6 separate regions of the Mus musculus genome follow, and regions 1, 2, 4, 5 and 6 are each linked to region 3. The links are chromatin contacts, called in public HiCAR-type and HiChIP or PLAC-seq maps. All regions are on one chromosome and are shown on one strand. Each heading gives the region's core, a stretch centred on a gene start, on an enhancer-like site or on the middle of the called end of the contact. The rest is flanking DNA. Distances are from core to core; before and after follow the strand shown. Region 1 overlaps Hdac4 (histone deacetylase 4). Region 2 overlaps Hdac4 (histone deacetylase 4). Region 3 overlaps Ndufa10 (NADH:ubiquinone oxidoreductase subunit A10). Region 4 overlaps Hdac4 (histone deacetylase 4). Region 5 overlaps Hdac4 (histone deacetylase 4). Region 6 overlaps Hdac4 (histone deacetylase 4).

Region 1 (3,778 bases), core at 482-2,981, 420 kb after region 3:
GATCTCTTCTCGGCATTCTCCCTCTACCTTGGCAGAGTCTTGGATATGGTAGTGAGTTACTACGTGCAGATAGCTGACTTTACCCAGTGTAAAGTCAGCTCTTCCAGAAGGCTTGTTATTATGGTCTGAATTCTACACTCAGTGGTGTCTTCTCACTGGACAGTACAGGCCCAGCCCTTGTGGAACCAAGGAGGGAGATTCTTGTGACAGATACCGTGTGTGGTCAAAGAAAGGAAAGAAGCAAAGCTCCGAGTGCCTGGGTCATAAACGGTCACTGACAGTGTTCTGTGGTAATGGGCTGAGGAACACAGATCTGGTTAGTTCTTTCTGCCCTAGCAACATGACCTCAAGATGTCGTGACACACACAGGACCAGCAGCATTGTTCTGGGGTGTCTTTGGGAATCTGGCCATTATTTGCAATCTGTATCTCTTTAAATTTCAGGTTTGCATGTCTTTTTGACTATAACAGGATACTCGCTTTACTTCTAGTTACTAAGGGAAAATACAGAGAGACTCTTCATCAATGACCTACTCCATGCTCCTGAGTTGGGTGTCTCTGAGCAGAGCTAGTTGTTTAGGGCTGTTTCTTGGAATGGATGATTATAAAATGATTGCACTATTATTTTTAAAAATGTCACCATGTTTGCTTTCCAAAGGTGATTAAAGCAGGTAAAAAGTTAACCTGATGCCAGTTGCCTAGTGACCCATTGAGGGTGCATTACCTGTGGACACCACCACCATACCTTTAAGAACTCTCTGACTGACCCTACTTATTCACAGATGTTATTCTAGCAGCCCTAGAGTCCATGAATATGTGGACTATACAATGGGGCTTTCCTAGAATGGCTGGGAGTAGTCTCTTGGAATGAAGCTTAGTACAAAGTGTTATAACCTGATTTTCCCATAAAGGATAGAAAAATGTTACTGTTCTGAAGTTATTATAAGAACTGGAGCTGGGTTCAGTGGCTCAGTGCCATTGGCTGAGAGGAGCTTAGATCCTGACTTATGTTAGATTTATCTATATATTGACTGCTATCAACAAGGGTGGCCAAGTGAGGATGCAATTTTGAGACTTGGGTTTGGTCCCTTGTCCCATCCATCCAGCTAGGTTGTAACTTGCTGATAACTTCCTCTGACTTTCAGCTGTCCTCCGTGAGACACTGTCCTCTTTAGGGGATGTCTTTCAGAAACAGACTCAAGATAAAACTGTGGAAGTACACATGCCAACCTCATATCAAACTTTCAGAGTGTTTTCACACTCCTTGTCATTTCGTCTTCATTGTGGGGCAATACTGCTGCCCCGTGGAAGCATGGGGAAGGCAGCAAGCAAAGTGTGTGGTGCTTCTGTGAGGATAGACCAAGCCAGGCAGCTGGCCTGCCCATCTTCCCTTCCTGCTGTGTCACCTCATACTCTGCTGAAGCATGCTGCCAGCTCAGGGCAGAGATCCACTTTAGAGGCCATTTTAGTGGCTGTTTGAAATATAAACCAGAGAGCCAGGAGTCTCTGCTGGCCTTCTCTGACCGCCCCCTGCACCCACTGTTGCTAGACACAGTGTTAAGCTTTCTGCAAGTGGCCTTTCTGTGGGGAAGGTAGCCATTGTAGGGTCTGGGCAGGCCTGGGCAGTCTTTCAGTGTTCTCTCAGTCTCTTTCTCTAAGCTGTTATGGGGAATTCCTGTACCCTCTCCAGTTAATCTGCCATACACCCGGCTGCAAATGACCTTTGCCCCATGAATCTTCTTAGTAACTGATTTTCTCAGGAGAGCTCTGGAAAGTTTACATAAACAGGGACATAAAGTTTACATAAACAGACAGTGCCACCTGCTCAGTCTGCCCAGTAAATCTTTGTTGCACACAACCACAGTTGTGACTGGACAGCTCTGAGAAGTCTTGAGGCTCTAACCTCTTCTGGCTTACTTCTATAGCATTAGGGAAGCTAGACTAGGAAGGCTCACTCGGCAGGTTGTGGAGGTATAGCATAGGTGAGAACAGAGCTATAACCTCTGTCCTAGGGGCTGGGGCTAGGTTAGGTCAGCCCCAGGGTGTCTGTGTAGGTATGGTAGCCTGAGAATTTGCCTGGGTCTTCCAGGATAGCCCCACAGGACAGGGACCAGCACCTCTTTTATTATGCCCATGGTATGAATAAGTTGGTGGCCCTGTTTATTTTGCTCATGCTTATGTTTTATTGAAAGTAATCTGAGTGGCTCAATGCCTGGGCCACACAGGTTTGACTGTTGGGGTGGAAACAATTATACAATTGCTGTCACTTTTCCATCACATTCTTGATATGATGTGACTTGAATTTCCCATGCTGAGTAAGTGGCATATTGTGATTCTGATTGGAACAAACTCAGAGCAGTTTACAGTCCCACCCCCTCAGTCTACCCAGTGCTGTAGTTGACTGTGGAAGCTGGTGATAGACAGTCTTGGGAAGAAATCCAACCAGGGAGCTGTAAGGCCTGTGGTTAGAGGGGAGTACAAGAAGGCCTTCTGTGTGCAGCTTGGGCACTTCTAGAAGCATGAACCTTGCAATGTGTGTGTCAGGATTAGCTGTGGCTGCACTAACCTCCTGGCAGCACTATATGTAGTTCATGAAGGTTGGCTTAAGCTCCTCTTTTGAGTGCTCATCCAGCATCAGAGAGATTGGACATATCTCTGGGTACATCTATTTGTCTTCCATAAAGTCTTGCTGGAGATGACATGAGGCAGCATATGAAGTGCACACACTCCATGTGTGAAGTGGAACCATCTTCACACGTGTTTACTGAAACCACATTTGTGTACATTCATATGCGCACATGCTTGGACCTCACAGCTAGTTCATATATTCAAGCATATGCTGAAGGATTAGCTGTTTTCCCATGTGGGCATCATCGAAACTGCTTAGGAGCCAGTCCACCTAAGGTAAAAACTTTATTAGGCTGCCTCTTTGCTTTAGTTTCCTCTTTTAAACTGTTCTTTCTTAGTCAGGGATCTCTAAAGGAACAGAGCTGATATGGTGGAGATAAATATTTTACACACACACACACACACACACACACACTAAAGGAGGTTTAGTAGACTGGCTTACAGGCTTTGGTCTGGTAGTCTCATGAGGGAGAGGCTAAGAATACAGTAATTGCTCAATCTCTGAGGATAGATGTCTCAGTAAGCCCAGTCTGGCACAGAAGTCCTGATCTTCAATCTGTGTTGGAATCCCAAAGAAGTAAGCTATAAATACCAGCCAAGGAATGAATGTATCAGTAACAAGGCAGATGAATTTGCCATTGAGAGTGAAGGCAAGCAAACAAAAGCAAACTTTTCCTTCTTCTATCTCCTTTATATGTGCTGCCACCCTAAGGTGTGGCCCAGATTTAGGGTGGCTCTTTCTACTTCAAATAATCTGATTAAGAAATCCCTCACAAATCTAGGCATGTTGGTACACACCTTTAACCCTGCACTCAGCAGGAAGAGGGATCTCTGCGTTTTAGGCCAGCCAGGCCTATACACCCTGTCTCAAAAAAAAGAAGAAAAAGAGAAAAGAAAATGCCTCACAGGGGGGCCCAGCAGCCTGGGGTTTCAGTAGCTTCCAGTTATAGTCAGTTGGTAATCAAGGTAGCAATTTAGCATCACAAGTTCCTTCTAAGGCTGTAGGATTCAGGTCTAAGTGAAAAGCATGCCAAAGGTCCCAAGCCTCTGTTGGTTTCCTGTCATGGCTGTATTCTGTGCTGTGACCTACACAGTCTTGGGTAGCTGGACGTTCAGTTCTAGACTGTCTCCATACTTAATCATTGATCACT
Region 2 (3,794 bases), core at 132-2,631, 320 kb after region 3:
CTTGTGCTATCTATTTATTGTCTGTCTGTCTGAAGAGTAATGTATTTCAGGAGTTGGGGAACATTTTAGGACTTAACTTTTTTCTTTTTTTTTTTTTTCTTGTTCCATATTTTTTTTTAATTAGGTATTTTCCTCGTTTACATTTTCAATGCTATCCCAAAGGTCCCCCATACCCACCCCCCAATCCCCTACCCACCCACTGCCCCTTTTTGGCCCTGGTGTTCCCCTGTACTGGGGCATATAAAGTTTGCAAGTCCAATAGGCCTCTCTTTGCAGTGATGACCGACTAGGCCATCTTTTGATACATATGCAGCTAAAGACAAGAGCTCCCGGGTACTGGTTAGTTCATATTGTTGTTCCACCTATAGGGTTGCAGTTCCCTTTAGCTCCTTGGGTAATTTCTCTAGCTCCTCCATTGGGGGCCCTGTGATCCATCCACTAGCTGACTGTGATCATCCACTTCTGTGTTTGCTAGGCCCCGGCATAGTCTCACAAGAGAGAGCTATATCTGGGTCCTTTCAGCAAAATCTTGCTAGTGTATGCAATGGTGTCAGCATTTGGAAGCTGATTATGGGATGGATCCCTGCATATGGCAATCACTAGATGGTCCATCCTTTCGTCACAGCTCCAAATTTTGTCTCTGTAACTCCTTCTATGGGTGTTTTGTTCCCATTTCTAAGAAAGGGTAGAGTGTCCACACTTTGGTCTTCGTTCTTCTTGAATTTCATGCGTTTGGCAAGTTGTATCTTATATCTTGGGTATCCTAAGTTTCTGGGCTAATATCCACTTATCAGTGAGTACATATTGTGCGAGTTCCTTTGTGATTGGGTTACTTCACTCAGGATGATGTCCTCCAGGTCCATCCATTTGCCTAGGAATTTCATAAATTCATTTATTTTTAATAGCTGAGTAGTATTTCATTGTGTAAATGTACCACATTTTCTGTATCCATTCCTCTGTTGTATTACCTAGAACAAGGACAGCCTCCCATTACCCCACTTGATGCATAGAGTCAGGAAGTTTACTGTGACCCAGGACTGTTCTCTGTAGTGTACATGTGTTCACATTTTGTTGATTGTCTGGTAAGGATGGTTTATATGCCAAAAGAAACTCTTGGATCCTGCCTAGCATTCATGTCTTCTGTTCCACAGGCTTCTCTAATCTGGGACAGTCTTAGTGGTCTTTCTGTGGCTTCCTGACAGGAACATTATGGAAACAGACAGGGTTGCCATTAAAAAATAAAAAAAAATTAAAAATCTCTCCCCTCACCTTTGTTCATTTCCTCTTGTTTCATTTTGGGTGGTTTGTGTTGGGCTGGGAGGCTGCAGAGGTGTCGTAGTGTTTCAGGTGCCCTGACTTTCACTTGTTTCAGGAGGCTGAAGGGGTGTTGCCAGGAGCTTGTTACAAGAAACTGTTGGGGGACTGCAGGCCCCCTGGTGCCTGGCCTCCGGGAGGCTTCTGAGTTCTTCTGTGACTCCTGGCTGACCTTGCTGACAACCCCGATGACTCTGATTACTCTCATTTGTTTAGAGGTGACTTTTCGCTATGAAGAGGAGTTCCTTTCTTTCTTGTTTATACTCACCCGAGGTCCTGGATTCCTGGCTGTTACCTGGGCTGTACCCCTTTATTGTTGTGCACATTGTGGTGCTCAGGCTGCCCCAGATCTGACTCATAGCAGTTCTTGTTCTGACGCCACTGGCAGGTCCCCAGAACCTAAGGCCCCTCTTCATGCTGACTCAGTACAGTGTTCCAGTCCTGGGGTTGCTGTTCCTTTATGAGGCCTCAAAGTTGTTTTTGATGTGTGTGTGTGTGTGTGTGTGTGTGTGTGTGTGTGTGTGTGTGTGAGTATACCCCGTGTATGGGGTGGATACACTAGAAGTTGACATCTGGTGTCTTCCTCTGTTGCTCTCCATTTTGAAACAAGGCTTCTCACTGAACCTCAAACTCTTCCTTTAGGCTACACTGGCTGACAGTGGAACCTTAGCGACCCTCTTTTGCCTTTCTACTGCTAGGATCATGGTTGCTCACCACCATGCCCAGTGTTTGTGTGGTGCTAGATACCTGAATTGAGGTCATCAGGTTTAACATGGTGAGCACTTTGTCTGCTGAGCCATCTCCCCAGCCCCTTGGAAACAGCTTTTAGAAACATGCTTCAAGTGCTATGGCCCAGCATACAACTGGGGCTCAACTAAAGAGGTAATTGAATGCAGCTCTATTTTGGGTTCTTGTATGTAAATCCCTTATGCTTGTACCTGTACCTCCAGTTCCACTCAGCATTGTGGTGGCCCCGGGCTGTCTTGTCTCTTCAGAGTTGATATTTCCATGGACAGTAAAGTACTTAGCACCCAGAATGTAAAAAATGATTTGTTCATTTGTTCAACTTTAGAATATTAAAATAACAACAACAACAAAACATGTCTCTGTTTTTTTTTTTTTTGTTTGTTTGAAAAAGAAACTCAGTGACCAGAACTCAGCATCCTTCGAAGGCATAGGACCAAACCTTGTGTCCAGCGTGCTTCAGAGAGCCCACTTCTGTGTGAAACATGGCTCGATCCACGTGTCTATGTTTCATTTCAACTTCTCTCTTCATACTGGTTCTCATTTGTTGGTCTTCCTTTGTGCATATGGAGCTGACTATGTTCCGTGTGGCAGTGAGCTTTGGAGATTCTCTCCTGCTCACCCTGACCTTGGGGTAGCTTGTGTGATAGAGCAGGAGTACACATTCCCTCTGCATCATGCAAGGATGTTCACAGGCATCGTCACTGACTCCTGACATCTACTGGGCTCTGGATGCCTGCTTGTTTGAAGCTCTTTAACAGTTGACTCTATCAACTAGGTACCCTATAAAGGGAATATGGCAGTATGCCCACTGGGACTTTACTGTGGGAGTAGCCATATGTATGACCTTATAGGGGTTGTGTTGTCTGAGTTACTGTAGGGAAGTGATTTATGTAAAAAAGTTAATATGTATATAAGTAATTTTGTTACAATTTCCAAAATTTCATGCATAGAGAGAGTACTATTTTATAGTCCTACTAGCTGGGTCTGGCATGGTAGGTGGTTCCTATAGGCATACTGTGCTAGCAGATTATCTCTTCTTACTTGCTGTCTGGATAAATCCAGAGCCTCTCTTCCTTCCCAAAGGCTGTTTTTCTGTTGGCATGTTGGACTTGGTTCCAGGCTTTTCCAGAGTTCGTCATAGGAGGGACCATGACTACTAGCTACACATTTACCCATGGTTCCCCTCTTTACCTGCTGCTTTCGACACTTTATTGCACTCATTTACCACATAAGCCTTCTCAGAGTCGCACCCACTGTGCACTTTCTGCACCTGTACTGGGATCTCCGGTGGGAAGCAGCTTCTGTGTAGCCATCGGGGTTCCTCCTTGTCCCTTGTGCTGTGTGGTGAGTATGTATCATACCCTGCCTGTTGAGAGGTTGCTCTTGGGTGTGGTGGTGTTTTGGTCTAATTTTATCCTAACCCAGATCACCCTCCTGTTGTCCCAATGCTGTTTATTTACAGGTCCCTGTTGTATCATGCTACTGTCACCCTTGCTGGAATCTGTCCTTTTACCTGGCTGTGTCTGGTCATTGTGCCAGCACCATGCTGCCTCAGGTATAACATTCTCAAAATGTACATTTCTGTCCAAAATCTTTCTTTTTGGAATACTAGTTATGTTGTATATTTTTCTCTGGCCTCTCCCCAACCCCCCACCCCCACCCCACCCCATTCCCACTGTGCCTTTGGGAGGTTTATTTTAAATAGGAGTATATGTGTTTCTATGTGGGGGTAT
Region 3 (3,522 bases), core at 829-3,328:
GGGTACAATGCCGAGGTGGGTGACAAGTGGATCTGGCTGAAGTGAAGGGTCCCCTCCGCCCAGCCGTGTCATAGCCATGGAGATGCCTGCTCTGCCCAACTCTGTGAACTCCAGAGCTTTCCAAGACAACAGGAAAAAAAGCAAATGATCAAGAAATTGCCAGAAAAAAAAAAAAATCTAACAAAAAGAGTCTGACCCACGCCTGGGCAGAGATGAAAGAATCAGCGTCCACTGAAAAGGTTCTGGAACCTTCTAGTGATGTTTTGGAATCATCTGGAGGAGAAACAAAGCAGAGCTGGTCTGCTGAAAGCCCAGCTCCCACTGGAAGCCCCGTGCCCCAGTGCTGTTCCCTTGAACCCTTCCAACTTGAAGAAATAAAGCCGGCTCTGTAGCCCCTCCTCCTGTGTCTGCGTGGCACACTTGTGCCTGGTGCCTAAGGATGCTCAGCCCTGCGCCCCCCACCCACCCACCCCTGCACTTTGGGTCTCTCACACACTGTTGAAGCGTCTTTTCTGAAGCATTTGTTCTTTTCTGAAGCACATTAGAGCAAAAGGGTGAAGAATGGCCACAGACTAGCAGAACCGAGTCTTAGAGCAGGCTCGCTTTCTCTTATCTCTGAAGAGCAAGCTGAGCATAGGGTGTGGGGTAGTACAGATGATGCTATCCAAAATGAGGGTGCCAGTCCCAGGTGAAAGAGCAGTGGCATCTTATTGTTCTCCTGCATGGGAACCTGGGGGGAGAGTCCTTAGGAGCGGGTGTCAATCTGAATTGCTGTCCTAAGCTGTGAGTTTGTACTGAGACCCCTGCTGTGGCTGCTCCAAGCACATGTAACTTGCATTTAACTTAATTAAAACTTAATGAAATTTAGCACTCAGTTCCCTGGTAGCACTGGGCTCCATTCAGGCACACACAGAACACTGTTGGAGAGCAGGTCAATATTAGGCAGTACAGAAGAGAACACTTTGATCTTCCAGAAAAGCTGGCCTTACTGCTGGGGCCACCTACCTGCCTGCGGCCCCTCCCCCTCCCCTTCTGAAATGGGCCAGCCCTGGGATTCTGTGGTTTGAGTAGCTTGTGAGCCCCCTGAGAAGGGTCAAAGAGAAAGAAAGCATCTTTATCTTGGCTCTGCGTGCTATCCCTGGCTGGGTGGCACTGCTGCCCCTGAAGGCCCACAGAACAGGCATGCAGCGTTGTGAGAAGTAGGTCCTGGGCCACAGTCCAGAGACCTCAGCCATGGTGGCTAGCACGTCAGGACAGAGTCAGGACACTCGGACCCTAAGAGTCCTTCCAAGTGCTTGTTTCTTCCCCTGATGACTCTACTCCCTGGGTGTAGTGTGACACTTGTGATTAGTGTTGCTACAGAAGTCCATCTGCCCATTTCCTGTGTTCACTCGGGCAAAAGAGGGTGAGTATTCTCCAGTCTCCAGGACTAAGCCCTGAGGACTGGTAAATACTCTGGTATGGCATTGATGCAGTCCCTCATCAGTCTCACCAGAGTCTCTACTGCCCTTTAGAGCTTGGATCAGAGCTGAAAGATAACCACACACTTTGAATAGCCCACATTGGCAGCCGCCTCTGCACTTTGAGGATCAGGAACAGGGCGCTGTTTTAACACTGGTTCTGTGTTTTCTGTTGACAGAGGAAGTCCTCATGGACTTAAGGCTCTCGTGGTTTCCTCCATCTTCAGTAGCGCTAGGCTCAGCCTGCAGCCTGGTGGCAGCTGGCATGCTCCCCAGGTATCTGACTGCTGCCAATTGCAACCCTCCACACAGCAGTGGTGCTACAGCAAATAGCCGTTCACCAGGCAAAGCAATTCAGTAAGGGCAGCATGTGACTAGGTGGCCACTTCAGGATGAAGAATACCAGAGGGTTCAAGGACCGGCAGTCAGGCTACACTTTGTAAGTGGGTGCCTGGCCAGTGCAACAGGAATGAACAATGTTCTCTTGCTTGACACGGGCCCCTCTTCTAAAGCCTGCTGGCTCCTAATTGCTTGGAAACATCCTGTGTTCTGTTTACCAAAACGGACTTCTGGATTGGCTGTGAGCAGTATGTGCTGGCGCCAAGGAGCCAGGCAGGCCTGCCCTGGGGCTGATGAGCAAGGTTAGCGCTGTAGCACCAGGCTACAAGGGCGTTGAAAGGAGACAGCTCAGAGCTGGGTGAATGGAGGAAAGAGCCTGAGGCACCCTGGCCTCTTCATCTAATATAAAGCCAGCCCTGAGGGCAGTGCTTCTGCCAGGACCTCAGCCCTCAGGTCCTTTCTTCCTGTTGGGTTTCTTTAGCGGGAAACTCATGTGAAAGGAAGCAAACCCAGGATTAGAAGATGACTGGAATTTGAGGGAAATTGCCCTTTTAAGCTGCAAGGCCCTGGACTTGTCCGGAGACCCAAGCTCTGAGTTTTGGTGTGTCCTGCTCTCTCTGGAATTCTCACCAGACACCCTAGGACCAGAGATTTGCAGTATAGGCTTACCGCAAGGGGTCTTCAAAGCAGTATAACAAAGCACCCAAAAGTGCTTGGCTTTTACTACATTTTTTAGTATCCTGACAGAATGTCAAACAAATCCTTTACACCTGCATTTTCCTAGAACGAGGTGGTGCCAGCAGCAGCAGGATCTTTTTCATGCTGTGCGGATTGAAAGCAGAGGGCCCCTGTCTTCCTGCCAAACTCAGTAGCCTCAGGGCAAAGCGAATGGACTTGCCCAGAGCCAGGGTATTCCAGGGGTGGGAGCATAGCCCAGTGGGCTGTGAATGAGGCTCAGCCAGCAGATCAATGGCAAGAAATGAAATGTGCCTCCTTGTAGCCAACCTGGGAGCCAGACTGAGACAAAGACACATACACACACACACACACACACACACACACACACTGGCTTCCTTCCTCACAGCCCCAGGGGGCACTGCCCAGCAGATGGTAAGATCCAAATGTGGGGATCCTCCATCTCAGACATCCCTAGCACTCCCTGCACCCTTCAGTCCTCTCCACAGCCTGAAGCAGGGAAGTGCAAGATCAGCTTCGAATTGAAGCTATCTGTGGGCCATGCTTTGCCTGCAGGAGGCACAGGGTGTCCACCTGGTTGGCATTCCCTGCATGCAGCCCCACAGATCTGCTTGGCTCCATCCTTCAGTCTGACCTTTAGAGGCTCTGGTTGTTCGGAGAACAACGGAGCAGTGGAGAGGTGAGGGGTGAGGCAGAGCTAGAGAAAGCCTCATGGTGGGTAAGAGCTGGCCAATGTAATAAACTGCGCTGGCTTGAAGGACCCTCTAGCCTGGAAATGGATGCAGGTGTATTTATACAGGAAATGGGTCACGGCTGGTAGGGGCCTGCAGGTATGGCCAGATGTGTGCACCTGCTCTTAATCACTTCATCCTACAAGTCCTCCATCAAAACAGTTACTTTTGACAAGGGTCATTGTGTTATCAACCTGTTAATCCACTGGCTGGTTCAGTTCCAACTTTCTCAGTGACTGGGCTGGAGAGAGTGGCTGTCCCCAGACCCTGTTACTGATGAAACCCAGGTAATGAAA
Region 4 (3,344 bases), core at 838-3,337, 340 kb after region 3:
ACCCTTTGCTTCCTTCACCAAGGCCCTGGCTTAGTTTTCTGTCCAGCCTGGGCCAGCCTGTGTGGTGTATCACTGTCCCACACCACATGAAGCATGCCTGTCACAGGCTGCTTGCTCTCCTCTACCCTTAACATTCATTCGTGCCTCTGCTTTCCTCCTCCTCTTCCTCCTCCTCTTCGCTCCCCCTTTTCCCCTCCCCTACCCCTCCCTCTTCTTCCTCCCCGTCTCCCCCCATGGCCACCTCCTGCCTGCCCTGGTAGCTAAGTAGTGTCCTGATTGCTATCATCCTGTCCCTGCTTCCAGACAACTCTGCCCACAAAGTAGATAGGATTGCTTATATATCTTCTTTTGCAAGTTGTTCTTCCAAAAACTGACATTACCCATTCCCCTATAATGATGAGATGGGCCTCATGTTGCTCCTCCCTCTAGGTCCTCTGGCTTGAAGTGTCACCCTCTTCTGAAGGGGAGGTACCTGTGTGGTGAACTTGGTCCTCCATGTCCTCTTGGATAATAGCATGAAGGGTACTTGTATTTGGACATCAGTGTTGCCTGACCTACAGTACTTGGCGTGCTTGCCAAAGTGTGTTGTTTTATTTGAGAATTAGCAGCTCCTGTAGGATGATTGGGAGACAGGCTGGTGATGAGGAAGGGTGGCCTGGCTCCCTCTATAGACATTTCTGTGGGTGGTTTGCTATATTTTTTCTTATGGCATTTGAAGTCTTCTCTCAGTGTTTACCCCCAGCAGGTGCTTATTAGTAAATGCCCATTGCCTTGGTTTCCACCAGGAAGGAAGAAAGGAGGGCAGGTTTGCTGCCTCTGGGGTCTTCAAGCCAACCACTTAGAGTGTTCATGGAGCATAGGCCAGTATCTCAGTGTGGGCCTTGAGTGGATCCAGAGAGAAGACAAATAGAACAACCTGGGCAGCAGCTACAAGACACCAGAAGGCCTGAGTTCTCCCTGCTCCTCAGTTCCTCGGGGTAGCCAGGGTCTGGCCTTCCTGCTTCTCTGGAGTCCCGCCTTGTGTCTTCACTCCTTGGGCTCGACTGTGCCATGTTTATTAATCTTTGGGTTGGGCACTTTATTTCTAAAAGTGAGTTTTCTGCAAGATGCTTAAAATTCTTCACTAACATTGGGAAAGGATCAGGTCTTAGCCAAACTTCTGGAAAGGGAATCTCCATCATTCTAAGGACAGCTACTATATCGAAATCCTGGGACCCTAAAGTTCAAAAGTCAGCTGGCCTCTGCTATTTCAAGGAATCCAAATTCCATAGATCTCAGTCCCTTCATAGGCCTCTGTTGGGGGTGGGGTTGGAGGCTCTGGGTTCCTTCAACCCCCAGGCTAGTAGCTATTCCTGGTATATTACTGTAGGGATGTTTGGTTGCATGTTCTTTAAAGTAAGGCTACATACATCTAATGGGGCTTATTGTTTATTGTGATGTGATAATTTAAAGTTACTGACTTCGTGCCTGCCAGAGAGCTGGAATGAACTTGCCTGTGGGGTGCTGTTGGGTACCTTTCCCATGTGGGGTTTGGTCCCTTGTAGGCTTTTTTTTTTTTTTTTAAAACAAACAAACAAAAAACAGTTAAAGGTTTTTGTGAAAGATGGCCTCACTGGCTGTCTTCTATTCTGCCTTCCTCCTCTAAAAGGAGAAAAAACAGAGAGAGAAATAAAATTTTCTTTCTTTGGTCCAATGGCTGTGCCTGTGATCACTGGTCACTGGACCTGACTTCACTCATTACTTTGTTTGAATCCCCAGATAGACTTTGATTTGCTTTTCTGGAATAAAGATAGGTGATTTTAAATAAAGTTTTGGTAGGTCTCTGTTTCCAGGCTCTATGCCTGTCCGCTGTGGTACAAGGCTCTTGTAGTGCATCTGGGTCACTGCCCCCAGTCCATCAGATTCTTGGATTCTCTTGGCCCCTGCCTCAAGGACGTCTGTGTTTATGGGGTTGCTATTCTCTCTCAGAAGCTCTCAAAAGCCTTTGCGTCACATGTCCAGCAAACAACAAATGCTGGCCAGAGGTTGTGTTCTCACCCAGAGCACTGTGCCAGAGAACTCTGCTTTCTTTGGAGCCAGGACTGGATGAACCTGGACCTCAATGCCTGTGGGCCAGACCAAAGACAGCACTTGGTGCTCCTCGACAGGCAGTGCACAGGGTCACCTGAACTGTTGACACTCTTATACTGCACCCAGGTTCCCAGCCACCAGGGGCCAGACCTGTCTCTGTGTCCCCACTTCTTTCAGAGAGCTGAAGTTCCAATCCCTCCCACCCCCAGCCAGGCTTTTGCCCCAACAGCAGTGTCCTACCCTGATCTGCTGCCAGGCTGCAGACAAAAGCCTGATCAGTAGTCATGAACTCTTGCGAACAAACATTCCTTCTTCTGGGAGGGCAAGGCCTACTAACTCTTTTGAGTCTCACCCTTTCTCTAGAAGGTGCTAGTGGACATTTAAGATCTTCCTTGATATCTTCCAACTGGGGACGTCGAGTAACCAGATGAAAAGCACCCACACAGATAGCTCTAGTACACCCACTGCCAAAAAGGGCTACGAAGCAGAGATTACCCTAAATTAGGAAGATGATTGTTGCTGTGTTAATTGTATGCTGTCTTCTAAAGCTGTTTTTGTACTCTAGGCCCTGGCAGCAGGCTGGCTGTGGGTTCTCCCATGAGGTATTACATACTGGCACCCGCACAGCCCCAGTTCAGGGAGGGGAGTATGTGCCTGTTTCCAGAGCCACCCAGCTCCCTAGTCTCTCTTTAGGTGATGAGCTGACCATCTTTCTTTGTATTTTTAGACAGGTTTCATGCTGTTGTGCAGGCTAGCCTTGAACTTTGAACCCTCCTGACAGTAGTTGGGATTGTAGGCATATAATACTGCACAAGGCTTTATTTAACTTTATTAAAATCTCACTCCAGTCTGCTCTGGTCTTCTCAGTGCTCCACCCCCACACAGGTCTTTATCACAGGAGATGCAAACAAACACCCTTCTATTTTAGTGTGCCCGTCGTCAGTGTCACAGCTGTTGTGGCTTGTCTTGTTGGCCAGGAAGGCAGTCCTTGGCCCCGCAGCTGGCCCTGGAAGCTCACACTTGGCCTGGCCAGCCTGGGCCAGTCATGGCAGGCCAGGATGACTTGCAAGTCCGTTCCCTGCCTTGGTTCTTGGCTTTCTCACAAAACTCCCAGGTCCTTGTGTTGGTGATCCTTGTGTTCCATTGCACAAGGCCCAGGGAGCCTGTGCAGCTGAGTCCTTTGTTAGTAGTATAGGTTTCTGTTTGAGAGTTACCCCGGGACATGCAGACATCCTGTGGGACATACATGATAAAGTGGGGTGGGCACCCACTTC
Region 5 (3,468 bases), core at 707-3,206, 350 kb after region 3:
ATTTATAGGCTGTAGGGATGAGGGTATGGACGCCTCTGAAGGCTGTTGTTGATCTTATCTTCAGAATATATGTGATGGCCTTGAAGGCAGCTCTCCTCAAGCCACTGAAGAAGGAAGAAACCCTTTGAGGAATTTGTCTGTAGGTCAGGAATAGGGTGTAAAACAGCAAGAACTAGTGTTGTGCTTGTCTCAGAATTGAAGGCCTAGAGTTGACCTTCAGCTTCTCATCCTGCAGGTACGATCATGCTCCACCAGGGTCAGATAGCACCAGGCTGTGGTACCTACAGCTAGACAGGCGCACCCATGGGTGGCTGGGAGATGCTATATGTATGCTACTGATGGTGCTCTTGTCCTGATTCTCATGGGTGTGAAACAGTGCCTCATCCTGGCTGCCATGTGCATCTGCTGAGGCTGGATGCTGAGCATCTCTCCATGTGGTCTTTGGCCATTTGCTCTCTCTTTGCAGAGATATCTGCTTAAGTCTTTTGCCTGTTCTCACTTGAGTTATTTGCCTCTTTATGCTTGAATTGTAGATGCTGATTGTGTATTCTGAGTACAGCTCCTTTATGTGATAGCCAGATAACCAATTCCTTTGTGGATAGTATTCTTTAAGACACACTGTGTGTAGCCGGGCGTGGTGGCGCACGACTTTAATCCCAGCACTCGGGAGGCAGAGGCAGGTGGATTTCTAAGTTTGAGGCCAGCCTGGTCTACAAAGTGAGTTCCAGGATAGCCAGGGCTATACAGAGAAACCCTGTCTCAAAAAACCAAAAAAAAAAAAGACACACTATGTGTGTGTATACTTGTGTATTTTGGGGTGTGCATGTATATGCATGCTTGCAGAGGTCAGAGGAAAACCTGAGATGTTGTCATCGGGAATGCTGCCTATGTGCTTTGGGGAAGGTCTCTCATTAGCCTGCAACTCACCAGTTAAGCTAGGCTGGCTAGCCAGTGGAAAGCTTCTAGTTTCAACCTCTCCATTGCTGGGGTTATAAGTGTGCCTCACCACACCCAGAATTTTTACGCTGGTTCTAGAGATGGAATTTACAAGGCAAACGGTTTACTGATTAAGCTATCTTCTTGATAACATCTCCCCCCACCCCCACCTTCTTCTGTAGTTTGTACTTTGCTGTCATATCAGATATTTATTGAACTCACTTTGGGTGGGGTGAGGTGTGGCCCTCTTTCTTGGGACCTAGGCTTCTGGCTTTTGTCAAATGTCAGTGCTGAAAGGCTTCTAGGGCTCTTAGGAGAATGCCTATTTTATGGCCTCACTGGCATCTGCTGTTTCCAGCGGCTAGATTTGTTTTCCCACAGTTGTTTTTAATTGAATGTCCATGAGAAAGTGGCCAAGTAAATTGAAGGTTTCTCAGAGAGAGCCGAGTTTCTTTGTTGGTTTTTTAAACTGTGCTTTTTCATCGTTATTGTGCAGTTTGTTGGAATCTGCGTCATGTAGTGAGTGTTCATTGGGGCTGGGATTGCTGGTCTTTTTGAGCATTACAGCATTAACGAATCCTTTCCTGCTCCGAACAAAAGTCCTAAAAAACATTCTCAAAGCTCTGTAATTTTCAGATGGCTCTTTCCCCTATTGATAGGTTAATCATGGGGCACAGAGCCACCTGGAACTCAGAAAGTAGACATCCAAGCAGAGTAACAGCAGGATTACAGGCAGGCTCTGGCACCTGGGATAAGGTCCCAGCACCTAAGACTGATTTCCTACAGCTCATGTCTGTCCCCTGAGAGTCCAAACAATGCCTGCCAGCAGATGAAAAGCTCTGAAGAGACCATGTGCAACGGTGGCAGATGCGTCATTGTAGACAGTCCCCGAGGATTCAGAGGTGTGTTCTCAGAACCCCAATAATTCCACAGGTGGGGACTTTTGAGACTAGTGCAAAACCCACACAGCACAGTGTAACTATTCAAAATCAGTACCCTGTGCCTGACCTTTGAGTTCTGCACCCTGCACTGCCTTAGGTGCTGACTGATGAGAGAAAACAGAAGGTAGGTTGTGTGTTCACCGCATACATGAGGTCTTTGAGTTGCAAGTGTGCTGGGGAGAGACTAATCAGGCTGTATTAAACCTTGAACTAGATATTTACTGTCTCTCTGACAGAAAGTGAGTCACTGTATTCTTAGGGTGGTATTATAGAATTTCCTGAATTTGGTTTCCTAAGGCCTGTGTATGCACTGGTCGGAACTGGAAGCCACTTCCACCTGCCTATGGTGCTCCTGGCTGGTGCTGCATCTCACTTTGGCAAAAGTGAGATGAAAAAAAGTGAGTGAAAGTTCAGCTACTTCCCCTTTGTGAACTTTATGTCACCGTGGTGCTTCTTGATTCTCTCTGCTCTTTTTTTAGCTCTGCATTTCTCCTTCTAGTTGAGCACATGATTGTCCTGTGGAAATGACAGATTTGTTCCTTCAGCTTGCTGGAGATTGTATTACTCAATGTAGAAGGTCTTTTCTGCTTTTGTTTTCTGTTAATTGACATGCATCCTGGGGAAGGACAGGTTTCAGAGAGCTGGCTCAGTTGCTAGGGAAAGTCCTGTGACAGAATTGATGGCATAGCCACAGAAGTCTAAGCTCTTGTCCAGTGCGTGTACTCGGTGATGTCAAGAACATCTGTATATGGCACTGGAGAGGTAGCGTAGTGGTTAAAACAGTAGACTCTCTAACAGAGAACTTGAGTTCAAGTCCCAGCACCCACATGACGGCTCACAACTGTCTGTAAATCCAGTTCCAGGGTGCCCAGTGTCCTCTTCTGGCCTCTGAGGCAAATGATGCTGAGAGAGAGAGAGAGAGAGAGAGAGAGAGAGAGAGAGAGAGAGAACGCATGCACATCTGTACAGAACTAGCTCCTTTCCCCAGAGGTGCCCAGCTGTGTCTTATAGCTAGAATTTACTAAAAGTAGGACTTGGGGGTTGGCAGGTGCAGCTACCACACCCATTGGAGAATCCAGAGCTGGGTGTCTACGAAGCTTTGGGGCATGACCATGAATGATGAATTAATGAACTCCGAAATCAAGAACCTGAACTGGGCTTGACTACCATCCTCACTGGGCTAGTCATCACACTCGGCTTATGGCGAGCTCGTACTTCCCTTCATTGACTACCTTTGAAGAAGTAGTGTGGAAGTTAGAAGGGCTGTTTCATCCTGTGCCTTAAACCCATAGGGAGCTATGACAGTAGCCTGCTCATGTGAGGACAGCTCCGCTGAGGCTGAAGGATATCTTTCTCTCCTTCATTTGGGGAAACTGAGGCACTGCAGGTCAGAGTTCACAGAAATCAGTGCTGAGCTGGAATGCTTTGAAGTGGTACCTTGTCAGTGCCAGGAAATGGGACCTGGCCCTTTCCACATCTGCAGATGGTACCTTTTGTTCAGTAACCCTGCACACAGATAGAAGCTGCATGTAGGTCTGTAAGGCTTCATCTCTCAGTAATTTGATGGGTCCATGGAGAGTGTTTTCTAGCA
Region 6 (3,394 bases), core at 189-2,688, 290 kb after region 3:
GCTGTGGTGAGCTCAGCTCTTAGACCTCTGCCTGTGCGGCAGGTCCCCTGGAAATAGCAGTGGGAGGACAGATGGGGCTGCTGGGAGAATGAGCAGCCTTTCTTTCTTCCCTGTCCCTTTTCCCTCCCAGTAATTGCTGTCTTACTTGGTGTTATAGTGCATCTAGATACTGGTAACCGGCTGGCTACCATGAGACCCTGGTCCTGTCACCTGATCACTCACTCATCTGACACGACACTGATCATCAGTGTATTTGAACTTCTTGGGGAAGGTCTCTGCTTAGAGAAAGTAGATATCCTCAAGGAGGCATTTGTGCCGCCTTAGCTGACGGCCTTAGGTAGGAAGCCCATCAGAGCCAGGATCCTTCTTTCTTTCTTTCTGTTCTTCTATCGCTGGATCTCAGTGAGAGGCCTGGCTAGTGTCGGGTTACAAATAAAGTAACCATGTTGAGGGAAGCCTGTGGAATCCAAGATCAGTGCTTTAATTTGGGTCATTCTCTGGTTTAATAATATTCTGTATGTTTGAAACATCGTGGGTTGTTCTCTGAGTCTCCAGGAAGAGGCCTTCTGCCCCTTGGCCTAGGCTGAGCTGAGATCCTCCAGCTCTGTGCTTTAAGTCCTTCCCCCTTCCCCCCAACCCCCACAGAGTCTCTCTCTGAAGTTCTGACTGGCCTTGAATTCACTAGGATCTGCCTACTTCTTTCCTCTGAGTGCTGGGATTAAAGTTGCATGTCTGGTCCTACCCTTACTTGTATGGTCTTGAGTCTTATTTATTTTAACCAGTTTGGTTGCCAAGGTTATTATATAGTAATGAAGATATTAAATGGTAATGAAATTATATCATAAAAGAATGTTTTTATAACTTTTACATTGTGCTCTGCAATGTATATGTTTCAGGGATACTTGCCCAGTAGGATAGGGAATGAATTTTGTGGGCTGTGGTGCATACAGATGTAGATTCTGGGCAGCTGGTAGCAAGTGACTTGCAAAGTCTGAGTGAGGCCTGGTGTAAGAGACCACTGTAGACCATAGTGATGTCAGACAGGTATGTAGGCAGTTAGGGCTAGCCAGCCAACAGGAGGCCTAGGAGTGTCAGTAAGGAGATAGATAGCCTTGTGTAGCATAGTCAGCCAGAGAGGAGCAGCTTCATGCAGATCAGGGAGGGAACAGAAGGGGACACCAGGAGGTAGCCACTCTGAACTTTTAGACAGTGGGGAGCGAGACTGAGCTGGCCAAGGTCATGGAGAAGTGAGCGTTTCTTTTGAGCATACATCAAGTTCTCTGGAAAAGGACATGAGATACCTCAGACAGTGGGACAGAGTTGGGTGGGGGTGTGTTAAGCCTGGGAGTGCTTCAGTCTGCTTTCTGAAGGAAAGGCTTCCAGAATGCTTGCTTCCTGTGCTTCGTGCTGCCTCCTGCCCAGCTCCTAGCACACGCATCTTGCTGGCATCTTCCCAGCCACCACCCCACTAGCATGCGCAGCTCTCAAGTTGTCACCACCCTGGCTTCTCCATGCCGTGATTATCTGAAATCTTAATCAGTCAAGATTTGTTCTGGAAATCATGTAGACATAAGGACTTATTTTTCAACCTTTCTTTTTTTCAATCTTCAAATTGTGTTTTGTCTTTTAAAAATCACGAATACTCTGTCACTGGGAAGAGCTCAGAATATTCACTGTCAATGGTGTGCTGATGGTTTGTTTTGGCAATTTTCTGAAAATTCTTACACAGTTTGGGGAGCATTTGCATTTGTGTCCTTCTTTCAAAGCCCCCATTGTAGAAATGCAAATTTCTGAGTTCTGAGATGCTGAATGTTAGATGATTAATGATATTGAAATTTAAGAATGAACTCCTGGTATGTATTTGACACAGAAAACTCAATACTCGAATCATTAGGAACCATTGAGCACAGCTTGGTGCTGGAACAGAAAGGCCATAATTGCAGTGCCTGGCAGTGGGGGCAGGTCGTATGTGGACAGGTGTGCAGATGCATACCGCCTCCAGAGCTGGTCTGTGCAAGGCCCAAAGCTGCTCCAGCTAAAGAACTGGGTCTGTTTAACCATAGGTGTTTAAAACTTATAGTGATCATAAATCAACATTGATTACTTGCTTACTCCAAGTCAAACACCGCTGTGCTTTTGAGGGACCAGAATGAATAGCAAGTTCGTTCTGAATTGTGCTTTCCAGTCATTACATTTGTAAGGCATGATGACCTTGGGAAGTGAGCTAGAATGCCACCGTTCCATTGTGTGGGTGAGAAAACCAGTATTGCCTGACATCAAATAACTGCCTCAGTTGGGGTAGCACAGTGCTTCAAAGGCCAGCCAGGAACTGGAATTCATCGCCCACACACGCTTCTCTGTGGACAGCAGAACTCTGGGTGCTTTGGGCTCAGATAAGTCTAGTCAAACTCTCTACATGTGTGGGGCTTCCAGGCCAAGCAGGCAGAGATTGGCATTTAGGGGTTGCCGGCACCTTGGGAATGGAGTGATTCTTGCCATGTGAAGGAATAGGCAGATCATAGAAGCTCCCAGAAGAGCTGTATACATTTAATGGAGATGTCCCCCCAGAAGGCCTGCACTGGCTAAGTCTGAAGAGCAGGGCATGATGCTTGCTGCCTGGGGTACATGGCCTGGTAGAGAGGCAGTGTTCAGTATGGAGGGAGAGAGTTAGGCTTGCTGTTGCAATCTGTGTGGCCAGGATCTTGTCATCTAGATAAAGAGGCTCTGTGTGACCTTAATACACAGTGTTACCTGAGCCATCCTGGCTCAACCATCCTGAAACTTCTGCTGTTTGCACCATTTTAGGTGTGTGTACTGCATTTTAGGTATGGTTCAAACCTTCTCTGAGTTCTCGTTGCTGGTCCTGGAGTGCTGAACTGAAGGAACTGACTGGGAGGCTGGTGAGCCATGTAATTTGGGGGTTTGGGTGAAACTTAGTGCTTCACCTCAGCACCTCTCTGTCTGTTTATTTTCTGAGAACATAAGAAATGGACAGTGAGGAAACTGTAATGATTAACACAGAGACGAAGTGAGCTTCATCAAGGGCTCTGAGCAGCTTAGGATCTGCTACAAAGCACTGCTCGGCAATTCAGACACTCCTAACTCTTGCTGTTACCATGTACTTGGAAAAGAAAAACATATTTATAGGTGATGTTTGTGTGTTTTATACATAAAGTTTGTGGCTAATTTACATATTTCTAAAAGTTGTATCAGATAGCATTTGTAAAGAACTATGAAGTTGGCTAAAGTATCTTGGAGTTCTTGTTTAGTGGTCATAAACAGGATGAATTGGTTTTCATACAGTGACATTCACATTAGACCCAAATCAGCTCTGACTCTGTATTTCCTTTAGATGGTGGGATTGGTTGTTGTCCAGTCATGTCAGCCCTTGATG

Evidence for each region. HiCAR-type assays count read pairs that join an accessible place to other places. HiChIP or PLAC-seq counts read pairs in DNA pulled down with a chosen protein or histone mark.
Region 1: a contact with region 3 is called in an H3K27ac HiChIP or PLAC-seq map of heart atrium, with 15 times the contacts expected there. The contact joins two enhancer-like sites. A contact is called at or near these places in 2 of 484 Hi-C or Micro-C datasets (bone marrow-derived macrophages and nephron progenitors), 7 of 115 datasets of contacts at active chromatin or transcription factors (astrocytes, double positive thymocytes, embryonic stem cells and 2 more) and 1 of 9 other capture datasets (embryonic stem cells).
Region 2: a contact with region 3 is called in an H3K27ac HiChIP or PLAC-seq map of embryonic stem cells, with 4 times the contacts expected there. The contact joins two enhancer-like sites. A contact is called at or near these places in 3 of 484 Hi-C or Micro-C datasets (bone marrow-derived macrophages and embryonic stem cells), 7 of 115 datasets of contacts at active chromatin or transcription factors (embryonic stem cells, heart atrium and stem cell-derived neural progenitor cells) and 1 of 9 other capture datasets (embryonic stem cells).
Region 4: a contact with region 3 is called in a HiCAR-type map of astrocytes, with 4 times the contacts expected there. The contact joins two enhancer-like sites. A contact is called at or near these places in 2 of 484 Hi-C or Micro-C datasets (embryonic stem cells and nephron progenitors), 10 of 115 datasets of contacts at active chromatin or transcription factors (astrocytes, embryonic stem cells, heart atrium and 2 more) and 1 of 9 other capture datasets (embryonic stem cells).
Region 5: a contact with region 3 is called in a HiCAR-type map of astrocytes, with 8 times the contacts expected there. The contact joins two enhancer-like sites. A contact is called at or near these places in 6 of 115 datasets of contacts at active chromatin or transcription factors (astrocytes, embryonic basal ganglia, embryonic stem cells and 1 more).
Region 6: a contact with region 3 is called in an H3K27ac HiChIP or PLAC-seq map of SST interneurons, with 2.7 times the contacts expected there. The contact joins two enhancer-like sites. A contact is called at or near these places in 6 of 39 promoter capture datasets (the 3T3-L1 cell line, cranial neural crest, hippocampal neurons and 3 more), 2 of 484 Hi-C or Micro-C datasets (bone marrow-derived macrophages and embryonic stem cells), 4 of 115 datasets of contacts at active chromatin or transcription factors (SST interneurons, embryonic stem cells and heart atrium) and 3 of 9 other capture datasets (adipose tissue, embryonic stem cells and liver).

What each region holds. Positions count from the first base shown.
Region 1 is chr1:92,014,059-92,017,836 of GRCm38.p6, reverse strand. The region is part of intron 4 of Hdac4 (histone deacetylase 4); the gene reads left to right. Among named protein-coding and RNA genes, the nearest start is that of Gm46242, 140 kb to the right of the region's middle. Within about 2 kb of position 1,731, at least 20 of the 459 cell types and tissues checked have an H3K27ac peak or open chromatin away from gene starts, as enhancers often do. A contact at or near this core is called in astrocytes and heart atrium, where this site is marked.
Region 2 is chr1:92,117,293-92,121,086 of GRCm38.p6, reverse strand. The region is part of intron 2 of Hdac4 (histone deacetylase 4); the gene reads left to right. Among named protein-coding and RNA genes, the nearest start is that of Hdac4, 61 kb to the left of the region's middle. Within about 2 kb of position 1,381, at least 25 of the 459 cell types and tissues checked have an H3K27ac peak or open chromatin away from gene starts, as enhancers often do. A contact at or near this core is called in embryonic stem cells, where this site is marked.
Region 3 is chr1:92,436,362-92,439,883 of GRCm38.p6, reverse strand. Ndufa10 (NADH:ubiquinone oxidoreductase subunit A10) reads left to right here. Exons shown (of 10, transcript NM_024197.1): 10 at 1-176. The coding sequence ends at 45. Among named protein-coding and RNA genes, the nearest start is that of Mir6900, 26 kb to the left of the region's middle. Within about 2 kb of position 2,078, at least 105 of the 459 cell types and tissues checked have an H3K27ac peak or open chromatin away from gene starts, as enhancers often do. A contact at or near this core is called in SST interneurons, astrocytes, embryonic stem cells and 2 more, where this site is marked.
Region 4 is chr1:92,099,429-92,102,772 of GRCm38.p6, reverse strand. The region is part of intron 2 of Hdac4 (histone deacetylase 4); the gene reads left to right. Among named protein-coding and RNA genes, the nearest start is that of Hdac4, 79 kb to the left of the region's middle. Within about 2 kb of position 2,087, at least 98 of the 459 cell types and tissues checked have an H3K27ac peak or open chromatin away from gene starts, as enhancers often do. A contact at or near this core is called in astrocytes, heart atrium and neural progenitor cells, where this site is marked.
Region 5 is chr1:92,081,844-92,085,311 of GRCm38.p6, reverse strand. All of the region lies in intron 2 of Hdac4 (histone deacetylase 4), which reads left to right. Among named protein-coding and RNA genes, the nearest start is that of Hdac4, 97 kb to the left of the region's middle. Within about 2 kb of position 1,956, at least 61 of the 459 cell types and tissues checked have an H3K27ac peak or open chromatin away from gene starts, as enhancers often do. A contact at or near this core is called in astrocytes and heart atrium, where this site is marked.
Region 6 is chr1:92,141,540-92,144,933 of GRCm38.p6, reverse strand. All of the region lies in intron 2 of Hdac4 (histone deacetylase 4), which reads left to right. Among named protein-coding and RNA genes, the nearest start is that of Hdac4, 37 kb to the left of the region's middle. Within about 2 kb of position 1,438, at least 39 of the 459 cell types and tissues checked have an H3K27ac peak or open chromatin away from gene starts, as enhancers often do. A contact at or near this core is called in SST interneurons, where this site is marked.